4 separate regions of the Mus musculus genome follow, and regions 1, 2 and 4 are each linked to region 3. The links are chromatin contacts, called in public HiChIP or PLAC-seq, Micro-C and promoter capture Hi-C maps. All regions are on one chromosome and are shown on one strand. Each heading gives the region's core, a stretch centred on a gene start, on an enhancer-like site or on the middle of the called end of the contact. The rest is flanking DNA. Distances are from core to core; before and after follow the strand shown.

What was found. Promoter capture Hi-C pulls out the DNA fragments that hold promoters and counts their contacts. A called contact is a pair of places that touch in the nucleus more often than the background predicts. HiChIP or PLAC-seq counts read pairs in DNA pulled down with a chosen protein or histone mark.
Region 1: a contact with region 3 is called in an H3K4me3 HiChIP or PLAC-seq map of forebrain, with 2.9 times the contacts expected there. The contact joins the enhancer-like site here to the promoter of Mindy2 in region 3. A contact is called at or near these places in 17 of 39 promoter capture datasets (the 3T3-L1 cell line, 3T3-L1-derived adipocytes, the C10 cell line and 9 more), 1 of 15 datasets of contacts at CTCF or cohesin (large pre-B cells), 6 of 115 datasets of contacts at active chromatin or transcription factors (bone marrow-derived macrophages, embryonic forebrain, embryonic stem cells and 2 more) and 3 of 9 other capture datasets (adipose tissue, embryonic stem cells and pancreatic islet).
Region 2: a contact with region 3 is called in a promoter capture Hi-C map of the HPC-7 cell line. The contact joins the enhancer-like site here to the promoter of Mindy2 in region 3. A contact is called at or near these places in 16 of 39 promoter capture datasets (the 3T3-L1 cell line, 3T3-L1-derived adipocytes, the C10 cell line and 9 more), 3 of 15 datasets of contacts at CTCF or cohesin (large pre-B cells, pro-B cells and stem cell-derived epiblast-like cells), 9 of 484 Hi-C or Micro-C datasets (the G1E-ER4 cell line, the N1E-115 cell line, bone marrow-derived macrophages and 4 more), 6 of 115 datasets of contacts at active chromatin or transcription factors (bone marrow-derived macrophages, embryonic stem cells, fetal liver and 2 more) and 4 of 9 other capture datasets (adipose tissue, embryonic stem cells, liver and 1 more).
Region 4: a Micro-C map of embryonic stem cells shows a contact between it and region 3, with 2.2 times the contacts expected there. The contact joins the enhancer-like site here to the promoter of Mindy2 in region 3. A contact is called at or near these places in 3 of 39 promoter capture datasets (embryonic stem cells, hippocampal neurons and stem cell-derived epiblast-like cells), 3 of 484 Hi-C or Micro-C datasets (the CH12 cell line, the HL-1 cell line and embryonic stem cells) and 1 of 9 other capture datasets (adipose tissue).

What each region holds. Positions count from the first base shown.
Region 1 is chr9:70,997,319-71,000,214 of GRCm38.p6, reverse strand. No RefSeq gene overlaps it. Among named protein-coding and RNA genes, the nearest start is that of Gm32074, 18 kb to the right of the region's middle. Within about 2 kb of position 1,269, at least 36 of the 459 cell types and tissues checked have an H3K27ac peak or open chromatin away from gene starts, as enhancers often do. A contact at or near this core is called in forebrain, hippocampal neurons and trophoblast stem cells, where this site is marked.
Region 2 is chr9:71,138,969-71,141,668 of GRCm38.p6, reverse strand. The region is part of intron 1 of Aqp9 (aquaporin 9); the gene reads left to right. Among named protein-coding and RNA genes, the nearest start is that of Gm32714, 10 kb to the left of the region's middle. Within about 2 kb of position 1,283, at least 7 of the 459 cell types and tissues checked have an H3K27ac peak or open chromatin away from gene starts, as enhancers often do. A contact at or near this core is called in the HPC-7 cell line and liver, where this site is marked.
Region 3 is chr9:70,655,521-70,658,433 of GRCm38.p6, reverse strand. It overlaps Mindy2 (MINDY lysine 48 deubiquitinase 2), which reads left to right and starts at 1,260. Exons shown (of 9, transcript NM_172772.2): 1 at 1,260-2,161. The coding sequence starts at 1,388. It overlaps Gm31872 (a long non-coding RNA gene), which reads right to left and starts at 763. Exons shown (of 3, transcript XR_379591.4): 1 at 222-763.
Region 4 is chr9:70,391,408-70,394,107 of GRCm38.p6, reverse strand. The region is part of intron 26 of Myo1e (myosin IE); the gene reads right to left. Among named protein-coding and RNA genes, the nearest start is that of Mir5626, 13 kb to the left of the region's middle. Within about 2 kb of position 1,342, at least 28 of the 459 cell types and tissues checked have an H3K27ac peak or open chromatin away from gene starts, as enhancers often do. A contact at or near this core is called in adipose tissue and embryonic stem cells, where this site is marked.

The DNA of each region.
Region 1 (2,896 bases), core at 20-2,519, 340 kb before region 3:
GCTTCGAGTTGGGGAGATGGCTCAGTTGGTTAAGTGCTTGCCTTTCAAGTACAAGCATCTGACCCACCCTCAGAACTGACATTTTTTTTTAAGCTAGGCATGGCGAAGCACATTTGTAATTCCAGTGCTCAAGAGGTAGAGCCAGGCAGATCCATGGGAACTTACTGGCCAGCCACCCACCCTGTCCTATTTGGTGAGCTTTAGGCTTGTAAGAGACCATGTCTCAAAAAAAAAATGGTAGACAGTATCCCGAGTAAACACCACCTACCATGCACGCACATACATGTGCGCTTGTATGCACATGGCCACACATGGAGTCAGAGAAGGAAGCAGCTAAAGCCAGCCAAACCCCAAGGGGGATTCCCTTCTTGGAGCTCTACCCCAGAGCTCACCCTGAGATATCTAGGGGAGCCTCCCAGTACACCCAGGAAAGCAGAGAAAGGGAGAATGGATGGGTAGCCACCCAGCTCCCACTGTCTCCTTGAGAGAGCTACGGCCCATCAGCTTCTGATTCCTCCTAGATGTGCTGGGTTTACTTGGCCAGCAGTGCTGAGCAAGCCCCGACCCTCACGATCCAGTTAAACCCTCCAGAGCCCCTGAGCTAGGCAACACTACCTCACTCATTTCACAAATGAGGAAACAGGTGTGGGGTTAAAGATGGTGTCAGGATCAACATCCAGCTAAAAGCCACGGAATAGAGGTGTGATCTCCCCCTTTTATACTGAAATGGTGCTACTTCATCTTTAAAATATCAGCAATTTTCTCACATGCTCTGTTCCCCCAGAATGTGTTATTTTTGAAACTAGCAAGGAACTACAGGATGGTGGAAATGTAAAGGCCTCAGAGACATGTTGGTCCAGCCCAGAGTGGGAGAAGAAGAGAGAGGAGACAGGCGGTTAAATCCTCCCCACTCTGTTTGCTCTGCTCCTAAAATAAAATAGAGCAGAAGATGGCAAAGTCCATGTATTTGAGACTCCAGCATCCCCCTTCCCATTTCCCTGGAGCACGCAGATGCTTAGAGCCTCCGCTGGGGTCTGTGATTTAGAAAAGGACAGGCCTGTTGTGGTTCCTCCCATAAGACCTCTTTCGGGGTCCCTTTCCCATCACACTGCCAGAATTACTTCAACTCCAGCAGCCCGAGCCTCCTGGGGATTGGCTCACGAGGATAACTGCCCCACCCTTCCACACATCGTCGCCTCCCATCTGTGTCCCCAGCTGGCATCTTCTGTTGCTATACCAGTGACTTCATTTTTCACTCTTAGCTAAAAATGGACTTCTTATGATTTACCCCATCCTGGTGTTGACACACTCACCAAGTTGGGCGGGGCCCACTGCCAGGCATCAGGGCCACCAGCCTGACTCACCAGCCAGAAGTGTAGGGAAACTGGATGCTGAGAATCCAGTGACAACAGTCACTGTTCCTCCTATCACCAGGACTTTGTCCTTCGACCACATGGCACCTACATTCCTGGAGAGGAGATGTGAGTGACAATCTGAAACCCTGTGACAGACAGAACAGGAAGCCCACGGGTCTGTCACAACCAAGCCGATCTAGGCTTGTTTCTCAAACTCAGGGCCAAATGCTTAGTCCCATTACAAAGCTGTCTGGAAAGGAGGGAGCACAGCCCTCTTCCATTCTCCCTGATCCTAAAAAGCCTTGGTACTGAGAGCCTAAATCCTTAGAGATAATTGGTCCCAATCTTATTTTATAGAAAAGAATTTGAGGCTCAGCAAGGCCAAGTGACTTGACTAAAGTCACACAGTGAGCAAGGGCTAGATCCGGATCTCCATCTCCCTTGTGTCCTGTCTACTCACCACAGTATCCTGAGAATTAAGCTAACCGGACCTCCTCTCTCCTCTGTAAAGGAAACAAGAACGGATAATAACCTTTCAGTAGGGATGGCTCAGCTGAGATTTCAGCTTTCCTCTTTGTGCTAGTTACATTTCCTGTTGCTATGGCAATGGTGAAGTCAGGGAGGATGGGTTTATTGTGGCTCACAGTTTGAGGGTATAGTCCCATCATGGTGGAGACAGACAGGCAGCAGGAGCTTGAATGGCTTGAAGCAGATGTGCTCAGCTCACTCTCTCATTTCTATTCAGTCTAAGAGTCCAGGCCATGGAACAACACCCATGGTAGTTGGAGGAGGGGGGTCATCTTCCTATAGCATTTAAATCTATCTGAATATCTCTTACAGACATGCCCAGAGGTCTGTTCATATAATTGACAAGTAAGATTAACCATCCCAGTTCTCCCAGCCCTGCTACAGATGGCCTGTGTGTTTGGTAGGCAGTCTCTTCTGGTCTGCTGGTGGGATGTGGAGATACATGGAGTTTGGTAAAGAACTGGTGTCTGGGTCTGTGCACAAGCTAAAGATGATCTGCCTGCTGTGTCCTGGTTTAGACAAGAGCAAGTCACCCTTGTAAGGCTTTCTGGCATTCCATATGGCTATTAAATAGTGCCCCCGTATCTCTCTCTTTCTCTCTTCCCAGTAAAAGGTATATTACCTCAGGACAAATTTAAAGACATGGGATCAGTGATAACACAATTATCTAGATTGGACTCCCTCACCCAGCCCAGAAATCCCCTCTGTAGCTTCCTGAAGTGTTTCTGCCCTGAGCTGGGATACTGGGAAAAGCAAGCAGCCTTTCTGCCCTTTGTAGCTGCACAAATCCAGCAAACGAGAAGGTGCCAGACTTTAGTCAGCCTCACCCTTCAGCTGCAGTCTAGGTAAGTGTTTTGTCTTTTCAAGATCATAGCTTTGTCTTGGCTCATGACACAGAGATAGCCTAAAGCAGACGTAGCCATTCTTGACCTTCTCCCGAAGATGAAACTTCAGAATAGGGACAAACCAGGCTCCTCTCAATTTCTTTTTCCATCTAATTGCTGTGAATGAAG
Region 2 (2,700 bases), core at 34-2,533, 480 kb before region 3:
AATACAGTGTTGTTCAGCTTTCATGTGTATGTGGGCTTTCTATTATTTATGTTGTTACTGAAGATCAGCCTTAGTCCGTGGAGAACTACTGGACTTGATGGGCTATTTCAACATAATGAGATGTGTCAGAACTGCAGCATTTGGAAGTATTTGAAAAGGGCAGTGGAGCTCAGTGAGGGGCAGTGGGTGCTCGAACCTGGCAGTGTTTTAGTTCGTAGTTGAGTCTTGCGCGCGCCGGACTGGCCAGCAGTAACAACGCTGCAACAGGATCCTTCTGCACACGTTTATTGGGAGAGCTTGATTGCAGAGGCGAAGAGACCTGGAGCCCAGAACTGGTGCTGCTTATATAGGCCTAGGAGAGGCGTGTCTCACACCCGGATTGGTTATGCACTACGCCTCATTTGCATGTTCCTCATTTGATTGGCTACTCTCTCTCTCTCTGTACCTCACAGAGCCTCATTATCATACCTCATTTGCATGTCTCACATCTGATTGGTTATACTCTCAAAGCCTCATGCCCAGGCCAGGCAGTGTCTTTGCAAAAAACTTTACTGCATATGTACACATTGGTTGTTTGTCCAAACTTATGCGTGGTGGCCAGCAGTAGTCAGTGCCACTCTGCAACGGCATATGTGGCTTCCCACAATTGAGAACAGATGGGTTTTGGAGAAGCAAGTGAGAAGAAAGGCATACTGTGAGCAGGCATGCAGAGTTTGGAGTGGCAGCTATCAGTTCCAAGGGCTCAAAGAGGCTGGCATGCAACTCTATGAATCTGTTTTGGGCAGAAGGAGGGCCGGGCTCCATGGGACAAGGCAATGGAAAGCCTGGATGTGCAGCGATGTTCTCAGGCCGCAGAGAGACTTTTGTATACAGCTGTAGCCATGGCATCTAGCTCCACTACTAGATGGCTAGAGGGTGGTGGGGACTCTGGCCAGAGGCTGTAGACAGAAGGGAAGTATAAGAACATCACTATGAGTGTTCAAGGAGGGAAGAAGAGAGGCAAGATAGCTCCAGAATGTCTGGCTTAGTGGCTAGTAATAGAGGGGGCATAACTCACATTCCAGTTAACCACCAGTCTGCCCTTTTGAATGTTTTCCTCTCTTTTCCATTGAGACGTTCTCTTCCCCTCAAAGGCATGAAGATCTGCTAATGAAACCAGGACTTACTCTGTTATCGTCACAGTCCTGCCCAGAGCAGTAGCACGCACACAAACATAGAACGATTGGTCTTTGGAAAGTCAACGAAAACAAGCAAAACCTCTTGAAGCCTTGCGACTTCCCCTCACCCACATTTGATTCTATGGTTAGCAGTGACACAACAACTATCTCCACCGCCTGTCAGAAGTGGACCTTCCCCTGCTTGTTATTGCCAGGAAGTGGCTAAAGTTCATGGACTCAATTATTTGAATCCGTGAACTCAAACTGGCTCTTAGCTTCCCTTTTGCATTTACATTGAAAACAGTCCCTGCGTTTGCACTTATGATCAGTGTTTGCTGTTTAAATAGTGCTTTTATTAGTGTTATCTCATTTGAACCTTTATTGAAAACCCTCGGGAAGCAAGCTGAGGAATGATTGTCATTGCTTAGTGGAAGGGCAAGCTGAGATTGAGAAGCAATGTGTTCATTTATACAACCATGAAAGGGGCTTTCACACCCAACAGAAAAAGGAACCATCTGATGACTTGACATGAATATATTAGAAACTAATATTAGATACAGAGACCAACACACTTAACATGTATATGTTTTCTTTCTCTGTGTATGTATGTATAGTGTAGGAAGAAAATAAAAATACTTACAATAGATTCCTTCTGTCTGCTATAAAGTTCAGAATTATCAAAATGGGACAGACTACCAGGGACATGGTATAGGAATTAAGAACATAAACCCTGAGACTGTACGATGCTCACCTCTTAAACCCAACCAGAATGCGATGAACAAGCCAAGCCACCATGCAGTAGCCACTTGTAGGCACTCTGCTCTGCACTCTAGTTAAAACCTCCATGAGCAACCAGTACCACCCACAAGGCAGACATACGAATGCAGAAGCCTCCAGACAATTTCAGTGGAGTAGAAATGAAATGTCCTGCCAAACCTGCCTGAATCTAGGCTTCATCCACAACACAAATATAATCTTAAGTTTGAGGCATCTCTGCAGAAGTGGAACTCAGTGCTCACGTGGTCTTCTACTAATGGACCTGAGTCCAGCAGAGGTTGTTAGTTGTAGGAAGACAGTTGAGAGGGTTAAGCTGATGAGAGAGTATAAGTCAATATAAGTTCAGTATATAAGTAAAAGATGAAAGAGGGTTTGGGGGCACAGGGATAAGGATCACCTTTCCTTCCACCCCTCTCCCTCAGCCTATAGTGTGATTTACAATGCCCCTTGCTGCTGCTCCCAAGACAATTTCAACACCTAGGACAGAAATAGAGAATACTTCCCAGAGTGAAATCAAACAGGTCAGAGGCCTCTCTGGACACACTCAAGCCAGTTCAAGCTTTCCGGTTTCCACTGGACCTACACTAGGGGCTGTGCAGCAGAATCGTGACCAGGGGAAGACTCTTGTTTGAAGGGCTCCAGCTGCTTCTGCCTTGTTGTCTGGAGTAGCTCATCTCAGATGACAGTAATATCCAACCCTACTTCCTGAGGGCAATACTGATGCTATTCACTCAGTTCAGAAGTTATATTCTGCATTTGCTTGGCC
Region 3 (2,913 bases), core at 11-2,510:
GAAGTCGAAGAGAGTGCCGAGAAAGAGATCATCATTTCTGAGAAGATAATAGTGATATTTTTAGTGTGAAACACAGTATTCAGTAACATGCTTGGTGCTAACACATGAATGAGCAAAATAATGCATTAATTTGTCTACTTTTCTAACCAGTAGCAGGACAGAAGTGTAACAATCCATGATGCACCATATATTTGTATACCTGATACTAAAGGAAGACCCACCTGTCTTGTTCATTTTTATATTCTCAGACAACTTTGAAGAGGGAAGGGTCCAGGAAAAAAAAAAAAAACAAAAAAAACAAAAAACCAAAAAACAAAAAAACCAAAAAAAAAAAAAAAAAAACACCCCACTTTTCCAGAGCAGGTTAGATGATCTATATCCACTCTTGCCAATAAATAAGTAAGTAAATAAATAGAAAAAAAAAGTTGCAGGCAACTCTGTCCATCCTCTATGCAGATGTCAAGCCCTGATGAGAAGTCAATTCTAATTTTAAAAGTCATTTTTTCGGGAAGCAGAAGCTTCCCACTCTGTGCAAAGAGAAGCCAAGTGAACAGAACCGCAAAGACTTGGCTTGCTTCAAACGCAAACTGATTTATTATTATTGGACCAAATTTACCCTCTCGCCTGGGGCGTAGGCCAATATCCACAACCTCATTGAACCTCCGGCAAGGCAAACCAGTAGCTGGTTGGGAGCGCAGCGATTCTCAGCCAAAACCCAGGGAGAGTTGTCCCTGTACTGCGCAGTCTTCCAAAAGCCTCCAACAGAACTCGCCTTTCAAATTTGCATTTCCTAAGAAATGCTTCCAATTCTCAACATTAAAAGCTAAAAAAAAAAAAAAAGAAAAGAAAAAGCCAGCTCTCCCGAGGCCTTCAGGGAATGGCTGTCTTCCAATGCTACTACCACTTTCGGGGTCCACCAGGCTCAAGCCCAAAGTAGACCACACTCCCTACAAGCCTCAGCCACTGCCTTTAAAGTAACCGCGCGCAGCGGGGATGCCCCGGAGTTCAACTTCCGGCAGCACACACAAGATTATTTTCCTAGTGGCGCTGCGGCTCTCCGAGCCGCGCCCCTGACCACGCCCTCAGCCACGCCCCTGGCCTCGCTCTGCCTTCCCTAGCCTGAACGCGCGGGAGGGGCGTGGCCTCGGGGGAGAAGCGCTCCCCGAGTGGGTCCGGGCGCTTCAACGAGCGCAGTCACGCGGAGGCACGCTCCGAGCGGGCGGGCGGGGGCACGCGCGCGCGCTCCCGCCGCCCTCTACGGTGACGTGCCTGGCCGAGGCCGCGCTAGGGCGCTGGAGCTGCTACAGAGCGGCTGTCATGGCGTCGGAGGCGCTTGCTGAGGAGAGCCGGCCGCGGTGTCTATAGGACCAGGGGCGGGCGGCCGGGGATGGAGAACAGCCCTGACAGCCCACAGCCTCTGGAACTAGGGGTGGCGGCCGGGCGAGTGTCGCCGCCGGAAGGGCGACGGCGCGGCGGGCGCGAGGCTGAGGATGGTCCCGCTGGACGCGCGGTGGACAGCGGCGGGCAGGGGGCGGCGGCGGCGGCAGCGCGGAGCAGCCTCGGGGACCCGACGTCCCCCTCGCAGCTCGGATGCGGCGCGGGCTCGGACTTGAAGGACGGCGCGTCGTCGAGCCCTGCCGCCTCGGAGGTGCCTTCAAGAGGGCAGCACAAGGTGACCGCCTCCCCGGAGCTGGCCGAGGCCGCGGCGGGCCGAGGGTCGGGGCCAGTGGGCGACACGGGCACCTGCAGGGTGGAGCAGGCGGCGGAAGAGCCCAGCAGCACCGGCGCCCCGAGCAGCAGCTGCAGCGAGCCGAGCCCCCCTGGGGACTCGCCCAGCTTGGACTCCCTGGAGTCTTTCTCCAACCTGCATTCTTTCCCCAGTAGCTCTGAGTTCAATAGTGAGGAGGGAGCAGAGACCAGGGTCCCCGAGGACGTGGAGGAGGGCGCGGCGGGGCCGCCCAGGGCTGCACCTCTATGCAAAGAGGAGGAGGAGGACCCGGCTCAGGTGCTAGCGGCCTCCAAAGAACGCTTTCCCGGACAGTCGGTGTATCACATCAAATGGATCCAGTGGAAAGAGGAGAACACGCCCATCATCACCCAGAATGAGAATGGACCCTGCCCTTTGCTGGCCATCCTCAATGTTTTGCTTCTCGCCTGGAAGGTACACTCTGCAGCTTTCTACTTCCTACAGCTTGTGGGGTGGGGAGGGGCAAAATGGGGTGAGGAAACTGCTGTTTGTCAGCTGATGGCTTCCTTCCATTCATCAGACTCCTCCTTTTTTTTTTTTTTTTTTTTTGAGACAAGGTTTGTCTGTGTAGCTTAAACTGTCCTCGAACAGTTTAAGATCTTAATGCTACAGCCTCTAGAGTGCTAGGTTTACAGACATGCACCCCTATATCTAACAGTCTCTTATTACATGAAATTAATTCCAGGATTTCTTTATTGAAAGATTATTCATGTGGCAACATGTCAGGAAGAATTGCCCCCAACTTAAGGTCTTTTTTGTATTAAAAATTCAACATTCGGTTAAAGGTTGTAACTGATGGTTTACCTATAAACAAGCAGAATCCAGAGCACCCTGCACTTACATCTTCTGAGTATTTTTAGCTATATTTGCCTATATTATTCCTTACTGACATTATTACATATGCAAAACAGTGAAAATTGGAAACAGTGATTGATCTTCAGTTACTATCAATCTTATATTATGGAGTAAGTTTTAATGATTTTATCTGCGTGTTTTCTGGAAAAGGCTGTTTGTCCCACTGTGGTGTGGATGCATGAAAGAACAGTGATGGGAAAGATACAACTTTTTAGACAAATTCCATTTAAGGAAAAGCATTGGTCTGAGCCTACTTACCATAAATTACTTGTTTCCAAAGACAGTATTTTCATCTTGTGTATGATTTTTTG
Region 4 (2,700 bases), core at 93-2,592, 260 kb after region 3:
ATAGAAGATCATCAGTACCTAGGGAGCTCGAGGTATAGTATGGCTCAGTAGACTGAGCACATGCCTGGCATGTATAAAATCTGGGGCTCAAGTCCCAGCACTGCATAAACCAAGTGGTGCATGGCCATCATCCATAATAAAACACTGGGGAGGTAGAGGCAGGAAGATCAGAAGTTCAAGGTCATCTTTGGCTACATAGTGAGTTTAAGGCTCGGCCAGCCTGGGCTATATGAGACATTGTCTCAAATAACCAACTTCAAACAAACAAACAAACAACATCAAAGTCACACACCATCGGTTCTATGTCCAAGTATTAGCAAAGATAAACTCAAAGCTGAGACTGAGGTGAGCGAGATGACTCAGCGGGGGAAGGTGCTTTGCCACGAGGCCTAATGCCCTGAGTTTAGTCTTCAGGACCCACACCACATGGTAAAAAGAGAGAACGGATTCCCTAAAGGTGTTCTCTAACTGCCACACATGTGCTGTGGTCCCTCCATGCACTACACTGATAAGTAAGTGTAACTAAAAAGAAAATGAAATTAAGAAAATGATCACATTAATAACATGAGTATAATACTTAATAATAAATGAGTTTTTATAAATAAAATGTCTATAACCAGCCAACATAGATACGTAGATTGTTAGTGAGGTGGGACAGTGTTGAGGGGAAAGTTTCTTTTTTTCCTCTTTCTCTCTCTCTTTCTCTTTCTTTCTTTCTTTCTTTCTTTCTTTCTTTCTTTCTTCCTTTCTTTCTTTCTTTCTTTCTTTCTTTTTTTCATGTGTGTATGTATCCCTGGCTGCCCTGAAACTCATTCTGTAGACAAGGCTAGCCTCGATCCACTTGCCTCCAGAGGGCTGGGATTAAAGTTATGCCTTGTGTGTCGGAAGGTTTTATGAGGAGGGAAGAATTCTAAAATTAGATTATGGCCATTGTGCACAACTTTGTCAATACACTAAAATTATAATACTGGGCATTTCAAATGGATTGATTCTATCTCCATAAAGCTTCTCTTGAATCAGTTGGTAGGGCAAGGGTTATACAATGCATAGTTGAACCTTGGAAAGGCCCAGGCCTTGTATGCTGGGAGCTGCTGAACGTGTCCCAAGAAGCAGGGGAACTGCTCAAACACCTGCCTCTCTTTTATTGTTCATTACGGTTTTAAGACAGGGTCTATACTTGAATTCAGTGTGCAGTAAGGAATCTATGCAGATGAAGAGCTGACTGACGCCTGGGTTTAGCAGTCTAGGGACCTGGAAGCATCACAGAGCACAGCCAGTCACAACACAACTGCCATTACCCAGGCTAGGCTAGAAAGAGCCCCCAAGCCTCCAGAACCCAGCCGATCTCTAGTGTCACTAGGTGGCGATCCTGTGTAATAAATATGGAGAACTAATGGCTTTCAACACACTGCCAGAAATTGATTAATGAGGTCGTTTAGGTACCACTCCCAGCCAGAGTGACTGCCAACTCAGTGCAGAAGGGCCACTGAGCAGAGCTGGCTCCGTCCTCAGCAGAGCGGATGGCAGAGACTTTCAGGAACTGTGTCAACGACTTGTGAAACAGTCATTAAAAGCCAAATCTTACCAACTTACAATTAAATTAGCAAACGAAATAAGCAAGCTTCATCCCATCCCATCCCCCACCCCGTCCCCTTCTGTCCCCCTCCCCAGTCCCACACACTTTCTGAGTAGCCATGCTGGTGGCTCAGCCTGACCTGGCTATGGTGTGTATATTTACTATGTATCCTAGTTTGCTGCCCGTTGCTGCCATGAAACACTGACAGAAGCAAGTTGCTCTGGCTGTGCTTTATTACAAAGGGAAGTCAGGGCAGGAACTCAAGGCAAGACCCAAGCGAAGACCATGGAAGAATACTGCTTACCAGCTCGCTCACTTGGCTTTCTCATACAATTCAGGACCCACCCACCTAGGAGTATACTGCCTGCCGACATCAGTCCGTAAGGAAATGCTCCACAGGCTTGCCTCCAAGGAAAATCTGATAGCAGCAATTTCTCAGTTGAGGTCTGTCTTCCCAGATAACCCTAGCTTGTGTCAAGTTGACAAAAAAGGAAGCCATTTAACCCCAGGAACTGGCAACTGTTGCAATTTAGGCATTTTTGTTTAGTTTTATTACTCCCTGCTGCTCAGGAGACCAGACCCTTCCTGAATTCACCCTCATGGAAAATGCTTTCCTAGGCTGGAGAGATGACTCAGCAGTTAAGAGCACTCGCTGTTCCTGCAGAGAACCCTGATTTGGTTCCCAGCACCCACATAGTGACTCACAACTGTAATGCTAGTTCTGCTTTTTTTCTGGCTTTTGAGAACACTAGGCACATACACGATGCACAGACACACCTCCAGGCAAAATATCTTTACACATGAAAAGATAAAAATGAAAATTGGAAAATGCTTTTCTGAGCCGGGCTCGACAGCATACACCTGTAATTCTAGCACTTGGGGAGGCTGAGGCAGGACAATCTCATCTCCGTGAGCTCAAGGCCAGACTGAGATGGACATAATACATCTGGATCCAGATATCAAATAAAAAAAAAAACCAGCAGGCTGTCCCTCCATTTGTTTTGAACTGTCTGTGCAATTTTGGGTAATTTTGGCCCCTCTGCTATTTTGTGTTGTTTGTATTTCTAATATCCACCCCACCCCCCACCCCCAGCAACACACACACACACACACACACACACACA